Regions from separate parts of the Mus musculus genome. Here region 2 is linked to region 1. The links are chromatin contacts, called in public HiChIP or PLAC-seq maps. All regions are on one chromosome and are shown on one strand. Each heading gives the region's core, a stretch centred on a gene start, on an enhancer-like site or on the middle of the called end of the contact. The rest is flanking DNA. Distances are from core to core; before and after follow the strand shown. Region 1 overlaps Pmepa1 (prostate transmembrane protein, androgen induced 1). Region 2 has its middle 4.0 kb from the start of Mir296.

Region 1 (3,683 bases), core at 615-3,114:
TAATCGATTGCAGCATCCTCTTGCTGGGCTCGGATCCTTACCCAAGTGGTGTTCCTGGTGTGTTCGGAGTGGGTTGGAGCACTGGTTGACTTGTGGCGCTCCAGGGCGGTGTAGAGCTGTAGAGGCTATGGAGCACTGACAGGGAGAGGGATTGTTCCCACTAGAAGGCACCAGGCCCTCTGACTGGCTTCTCCTTGTCAATGTAGAGTGTCCTGGGCTGCTTAACAGGTCACAGACTGTTCTTTGCTGAGTCCCTGAGCTGCAGGTGACACAGCCCTCCCCTCAGTTCTCAGGTCTTCCAGACCCCCAATATTTATTAGAGACCTGTTCCAAGGTGACATGGACTAAAACACAGAGTGCGACATTCCCCTAGTGACACTTTGTCTTTCTATAAGATCAGCATCCTGCACCCCAGTCCAGATAGAAGCTTCTGTTTTATCTTGCCTGCTTCTTCCACAGATGTCTTGAGTTGTAGCCTCAGCACCTTTATACTCTAGAGGAAAACACGGGGGCTTTTCTCTGGAATAGAGATGCTTCAGAAATAAGAGCAGAAGGGGGGAGATTTGGTCCTGACTGACACCTCACAGCTCTGTCTGCTTGGAGGTTGTTCTGGGCACTCCCCCACAGCGAGTGGTGGCTTTTTAAACCCTAGCAGTGGCAGGTGCTCACAGCGCGCTTGGCACGCCCCGCCTCATTAATCCTCATGGCAACCTCAGTGCACACGAGGAGGCGGAGCCAAGTCACTTGCCAAAGATCACTCAGCACACAGTTGCAAGGCAGATTTGAACTTGGGCTGAGGGATCCTGGAGTGTGGGCTTAGCTTGCCCAGGCAGAGCCAAGCCTTAGAGCCACCTGTCATGGTGTCAGGGGTGTGTCTGATTTGAGGCCTCTCTCCACCTCTGGCCTCTCAGACTTCTCCAGCTGGGTCTCTGTGTGTGTGTGTGTATCCCTTTTGGCCGGCTGGGAAGCCTTCCCCTTCTGCCACGCCCTTCCAAGAAGGGTCACCGGGCCAGCGGGCAGTGATCCCCATGGCTCTGAGCAGGAGAGAACAGGAACGGTCTGGTGTTGGGTTGCAACTGAAGGAAAAGGGGTCACTGTGACCCACAGGTGCTAGGACAGAGCTGAGAGGGAATCACCACCCCAAGGAGCAGGCGGGCAGGGTGCTGATGAGCCTATCCTAAAAATTCTGGAGCTAGGCAGAAGCAGGACCCAAGTCCAGGCTTTAGCTGCCCCCCGCCCACCACCACCTCTTCTCTCCCTTTTTCTTAGGTTCCTTCTCTGTCAGAGGACTTGAAAGGTTCTCTTGCAGACTAAACTCCTCCAGGGTGAGGTAAGGGACAACAAGGGTTGCAGCCTGAGCCTCTCCACCCTAAGTCATTAAGTTCTGCAGATTTCGTGTCTCTCAAGCCTCCCCCCCAACCAACCCCCGCCCATCCCCAGAAGCCGATGTGCTGTGGGTTCTGTGGTCCTACACACAGCCCCTGGCTTGTCAGCCCTTTGACATGGCCTGGTGACTTTGAGACCGCAGTACTGGAATGTGGGTAACCCAAGGAGCAGCCAGTTCAGCAGAAGAGCTGCCTGGACCAGGCTGGGCCCCCAGGGAATGGGCTCAGTAGAATTCCAGATGAGAGGCACTTTGCAACCTGCGTCTGAGCCTCATGTCTCAGGCCAAGGCCTCCAGCTGGGTCTCAGCCTGGGAGACTCACAGGACAGGGCCTGTCGTCGCAGTAGGTTTGGCATTTCTGGGAGTGTTGTGGCTCCAAAGCCACTGCTGGCAGGCCAGAGCGCCTCTGTCTGTACCCGTCTCACCTGGCCTGCCTGCCTCCACGGGGAAGGAGGGTGTGGGTGACCCCAGACAGATGTGAGTCATGTCTTGAGGAAGCGGTTACTCAGAGGTGGTGAACTCAGAGAGCTGCTGTGCTCCCAGACAGCCTAGACCACAGGCTGGAGCTGCCTGTCTTGTGGGGGTTGGGCTGCCTCATGGCTGTCCAAGTGGAGAGTCCAAAGACCCAGGAGTGAGTGAGTCTCCTCCTCCTCTCTACTCCACTGTTCTCTGAGGAAGAAATGACAGCAGCAGTAGCCTAGACTCCACATGGCCTCAAACTTCAACCCATCATCTGTGAAATGGACATTGTAGGACATTTGCCTCCCCTCCTCCCTCTCCCCCCATCCATAGGGCCGTGTAGACAGCATGCTGCTTGTTTCCTTGATGTGCTCAGTGCCTGCCGTATGCAAGGCATAGTGTTACATGCTACCCCGACAGTGCCCCCTAAATCCATTTTACAGATGGGAAGACTGAGGCTCGGGGAGAAGGGCAGCTGGCTACTGATTGGCTGGACTGGGTTCAGAAGCTTTCAGGTATCCACCCTATCAAGAAAGTCCCCCAGGGGCCTTCAGAGACATGATAGCCCTGTCCCTAGAAAAGCTTTTACGCAGTACAAGGAGGACTGCCTAGTGTTTGACAGACCTGTGCTCTGGGAGATGCTTGTCAAACACGGCCCACGCAGCACTGACTTTGTGAGGCTTGGTGTTTAAAGGGAAGGCTAAAGGGTAAAAGCGAGTTGGAGAGCTGGAGGTGTGGCTCAGTGGTAGAGCACTTGCCCGGTGTACGTACGGTCCTGAGTTCAGTTCCCAGCACTGAAAGAATGGATCTAATTGTGTTAGTGACTGTAGCTCAGTAGCAAGCGCTCGGCTAGCACATAGGAAGGCCCAGGTTTCATCCCCAGCCCTGCATAAACTGGGCGTGGTGTAGCAGCGTGCACCTCATACCCTACTGATCGGGAGGTGAGGGTCATCCTCCGCTACATATAGGGAGTTTGAGGCTAGCCTGGGCTATGTGAGGCCAGGTCTCAAAATAAAACAACAGCAGCAGCCAAACAACCAAGTAGTCGTGAACTGTTTTATCCAGCTGGGAAATATTAAGCAATTTTAATCCCTTTCATAGGGTATTTGGAAATAGCAAATGTTGGGAAGGCTGTGCGTGAGTGACATCTGGAAGCCGTGTCCAGGATGCCAACCCCTCTCCCCTACACTAAGCTCAGCACATGGGAAGCAGAGGCAGGCACATCTCTGGTTCAAGGCCAATTGGAGCTACATAGATAAACCCTGTCTTAAACCACTGCACCATTGCAAAATCAGGGCTCCCCGGAAGAGCCTCTGAAAAAGGAAGGTAGCATCACTATTTATCCTTCTGAGGTCACTCCCATTAGAGTCAAGGTCACCAGGTCAGACCCTGGGGGACGGTTGTGGTTTGTGTCTAGATGCAGTGGAGGAGGGAAGTGGCCAAGGCCCTACCTACCTGAGACAAGGGGCTGGAGGCCCGTGCAGATGTGGATGGTGTGGGGCTTTCCTCACAGGGACAGTGTAGGCTCTTCCTATAGGTGCTGGGGTCACTTTAATCTCAGGGTGCCACAGCAGACTCTCACCACACCCTAACATGTAGGCTCACCGTAACAGCCTCCAGAAGCTGGCTGTAATGTCCCCAGCATTCCTCCCTCTGGTATAGAAAACAAATCTTTTGTTCATTGTGCTAGGGTCTGAATGGCTTTGTGGTCCGCAAGTGTGACTTTCTGGCTAGCCTCTGGATAGGAGCGGAGCAGAGCGGAGCGGAGTGAGAGGCCTGTTAGGGAAGGAGTGAGGCAGAGTTCTGTATGGCCCTGGACTCCTGGCTCTTACTTTGATCC
Region 2 (3,540 bases), core at 386-2,885, 1.0 Mb before region 1:
GAACCCATGCAAGAAGAGAGCCGACTCCACAAAGTTGTGCTTTGACCTCCACACACAAAAGAATAATAGTTTAAACAAACAAACAAAAAAATGTTTTAAAAATCCATGAGCCGTTAAGGGGGCAAATGGGTAAATAGAATGTGAGAAAACACAGAGGAATTGCGGTTACTGCCATTCACTCCAGCGAGCAACCTCCTGTGGAAGAAAAGCCAGAGTCTCAATGAACAGTGCAGACTGGCATTCCTGGGAACCTCTTGTGTACAGCGAGTACCCTGTGTCAACCCAACATGAAAAGACACTGCTAGAGCAAACGTTGTCAACATTGAAGAGCATCCTACAAAGGACTCAAAACAAGCTACAGAAAGCAGGGAATTTGGAGAGGATCAAGTTTTCTCGGGGTATGAATGGGACAGGGCGGGGTGTTGTGACGTGATCCAGTGATCAGAGAAAGGCTGTCTTCTGAGCACCTAGCAAAACATGAGCAGAACTGGCAAGGGCGTGGTAGCTCAAGGCCATTATTCCAATGTGTCCGTAGAATCCATTATAATACACATCTCCATATATGTAAACTTATAGCCCAACTCTCCAGAGCTGTATAGTCAGGCCAGCCAAATAGGTGTCGCTCCTTCCAAGTGAGATGGGCACCATCATGAACAGTAAAGGGGCCTCATGAGGCCTGTTGCCTGGTTCCCCAGGAGCGAGCATCCCCATGAGCCTTAGAAAGAGCCAATGCAGAGGTGGAAACCTCCGCTGAGCCTAGGAACATTCAGGATGAAGCAGGGTTTGCAGCCACACGGTAATATGTGCACGCATGGCGAACTTGGCTATACACGCAACAGCATCTTCATGTGAGCACAACAATGACAGAACAGCTGATGTTCCCTCACTAGGCCATTGTGTTTTGGGTAAGAAGAGAGAGTCTAGTACCTCGATGTGGAGCCATGGGGAGGAAGGGCCCTGATGAGGTGTTGAGACGAATCAATGTGCAAGAGCCCTGATGGGCAGTAGGCAAGTCTGAAGGCTCTGATGAGTCTGGGCACTGGGCGTGGCAATGCTGATAGACTGGGATGTTTCTGGGAAAGGCTGTGGTTGCCTCTAACAGGAGAACCTATATGTTCAGAAGGTCAGCCAGGGGCCATCCAGCAGAGCTCACCCCATCTGAGGGCTATGAGCCTGCCCATTGGCAATGTTTCCCACAAGCAGAGGAAAGCCTAGATCACTTGGCAGACGGATCTCAGAGGAGGCCTTGTTTGCCCAAAATACCTCCCTATACTCCCCCGAAATTCTTCACTTTCTCGAAAGGCAGAATGTTCATGTAATTTGAGGTGATTCTGGGTTGATGCCACCCTCTGAGAGAACAAATGTGCCCGAGTACCAGGCATTGGCACCTGCCTGCAAATGGAGCCATCTGTGGTCTGTGCCTTCACACCTAGGGAACATCTGTGCCCACAGGTCAGCAGAAAGGGGGGTCCTCAGCCTGTTGCCAAGGACCAGAGTGTTCAAGGCAGGGGGAGGGTGGGAGTGATGTAACCACCTAAGCTTCCCTAGAGCAAACTCCTCCAGGACAGGTTCCTAGGAAGGCTGGAGGAGGGGCAGAGAAGCCAGAGCCATCCCTCTTCCTGGATGGTGAGTCACTCTCTACTCTGCTAGGGCAAACAGCCCACAAGACTATGTCACCCATTGCCGTTCTTGCTCTGGGCCCCCAAGGTACAGCAAGGACAAGGTAGACATGGGTCTGTAGTGGAGAGTCCTGGAAGAGTGTGTAGAAGGGGCTTCTTAGAGGAAGAGCCATGTTAGTGGGGACAGGAAGTACATACAGCATGAGAAGAAGGCTTAGATCCCACAGAGCTGTCTTTACCCCGAGCTTGGATATTTACCAGGGATGGGGATGGGGCCACTGCATATTTCTCAGTCTACAATCTGGAAAGTTCTCTGGAGACAGCTAATTGAAGTCAAAATAGAAACCAGGACTCAGCAGGGGCTGATGGGACTGTCCTGGAGTGGTGTCACTACTTCACCCATGGAGGAGGTGACAGGGAGAGAATGGGATTCGTCCCACAGTCATGGTGGCTGAGCTCCTCTGGCTTAGGGCTGTGAGACACAGAGAGGGAGAGCAGGTGTGATGTGTAGGCCATCAGGCGGGTGGTTTAATGGATGCATCCCCAGACCCACGGATGGACGATGTTCACCTCAGTCCCTAAAGAACGTCAGTGCTCCAGAAGCGCGGAGCAGGGGGAGCTCCAGGCGGGCATGATGGGCTGATGCTGGAAGTTCAAAAAACAAATCACCCCCACCCCAATATCTGGTTCTGGGCAGTCGTGTGAGATGGTCTCAATACAACTGTGGACAAAGCTAGGGGTACGCAGTCCTTGGGGTGTTGCCAGGCTGATGGCGAGATCACTGTTGGCCAGAGAACCTCAGATGTGTAGGTGGCATCAGCAAAGGGAGCAGAGACCTCAGGGAGCCCTAGGCCCTCCGGGGCAGAGGGAAAGTGAGGGGCAGGGGAAGAGACAGACTTTCAGGGCTTGTAGGTCCCTGGGGAACATGGGTCAAGGGGGACTCTGACATCTTAGGAGGATTAGGGCATCATTATGCCATGGACAAGGAAATGGGGCTATGGCCTGCTGAGGGGTCACTCTCTAGGTTTGTCCTTTGGGACCAGGGAAGGGATTGTTTCTTCTCATGGAAAACACACACACACACACACACACACACACACGCACGCCGCCACCACCACCACTACCCAACACAACTGTTAGGTCAGAAAGCTTCCCAGAGCCACCCAAGGGTGCAATGGGGTATGTGTGGAGATGGGGGCAGGCTGCGAAAGGGGCCAGAAAGAGAGGCTTCCAGGGCCCCTCTTTTTCCAGCAGCAGTTGAAAAACTTGGCTTCCTTCGTGAAAATCCAATAAAATCAGCCTGTGACTCACCTCTCCCATCCCCTGTTGTTTTTCAGCTCTCCAACAGGTCTCACGAATTTGTCTCTCTTTTTTTTTTCACCCCTGTTCTAAAATATCTGAAGCTCAAAAGATGGCAAGGTTTATATGGAATAAAAACAAAACAAAAAACAAACAAACAAACAATCTCCCCCTCTACCTCCATCCCAATCTTAGCCTACAGGATTAAAGCAGACTTTCTTTACTTCTGTTTCCCAAAGAATTCAATTAAAACCAAACCTCAAACAGCCCAGCACTCCTCACTGACCTGGGCTGAAAGGTTGAAACACCCTAAGGCTTTCTCCTCCCTTCCCTTCCCCACCCCTGCCCCCACCCCCACAAAGCATCCTGGGATGCTATCAGCAGTCTATTGTACAGGCAGGCATTCTTTGATCAGTCTCCTTCCCCCTTTGTAGGGCTGGAAACTGAGGCTGAGGAAAGACAATGTACTTAAAGCTCTTGGCTAATCTTCCATATTGAAATGCAAAGGGTAGTGGGGGCATGGTGGGGCACGCACTTGCAGGCATACACACACCCTTAATTCCAGCACTTAGGAAGCAGATGCAGGCAAAATTCAGAGTTTGAGGCTAGCCTCTTCCATCTG

What was found. HiChIP or PLAC-seq counts read pairs in DNA pulled down with a chosen protein or histone mark.
Region 2: an H3K27ac HiChIP or PLAC-seq map of trophoblast stem cells shows a contact between it and region 1, with 4 times the contacts expected there. The contact joins two enhancer-like sites. A contact is called at or near these places in 2 of 115 datasets of contacts at active chromatin or transcription factors (embryonic forebrain and trophoblast stem cells).

The regions. Positions count from the first base shown.
Region 1 is chr2:173,261,987-173,265,669 of GRCm38.p6, reverse strand. All of the region lies in intron 1 of Pmepa1 (prostate transmembrane protein, androgen induced 1), which reads left to right. Among named protein-coding and RNA genes, the nearest start is that of Pmepa1, 13 kb to the left of the region's middle. Within about 2 kb of position 1,864, at least 111 of the 459 cell types and tissues checked have an H3K27ac peak or open chromatin away from gene starts, as enhancers often do. A contact at or near this core is called in trophoblast stem cells, where this site is marked.
Region 2 is chr2:174,261,371-174,264,910 of GRCm38.p6, reverse strand. No RefSeq gene overlaps it. Among named protein-coding and RNA genes, the nearest start is that of Mir296, 4.0 kb to the left of the region's middle. Within about 2 kb of position 1,635, at least 28 of the 459 cell types and tissues checked have an H3K27ac peak or open chromatin away from gene starts, as enhancers often do. A contact at or near this core is called in trophoblast stem cells, where this site is marked.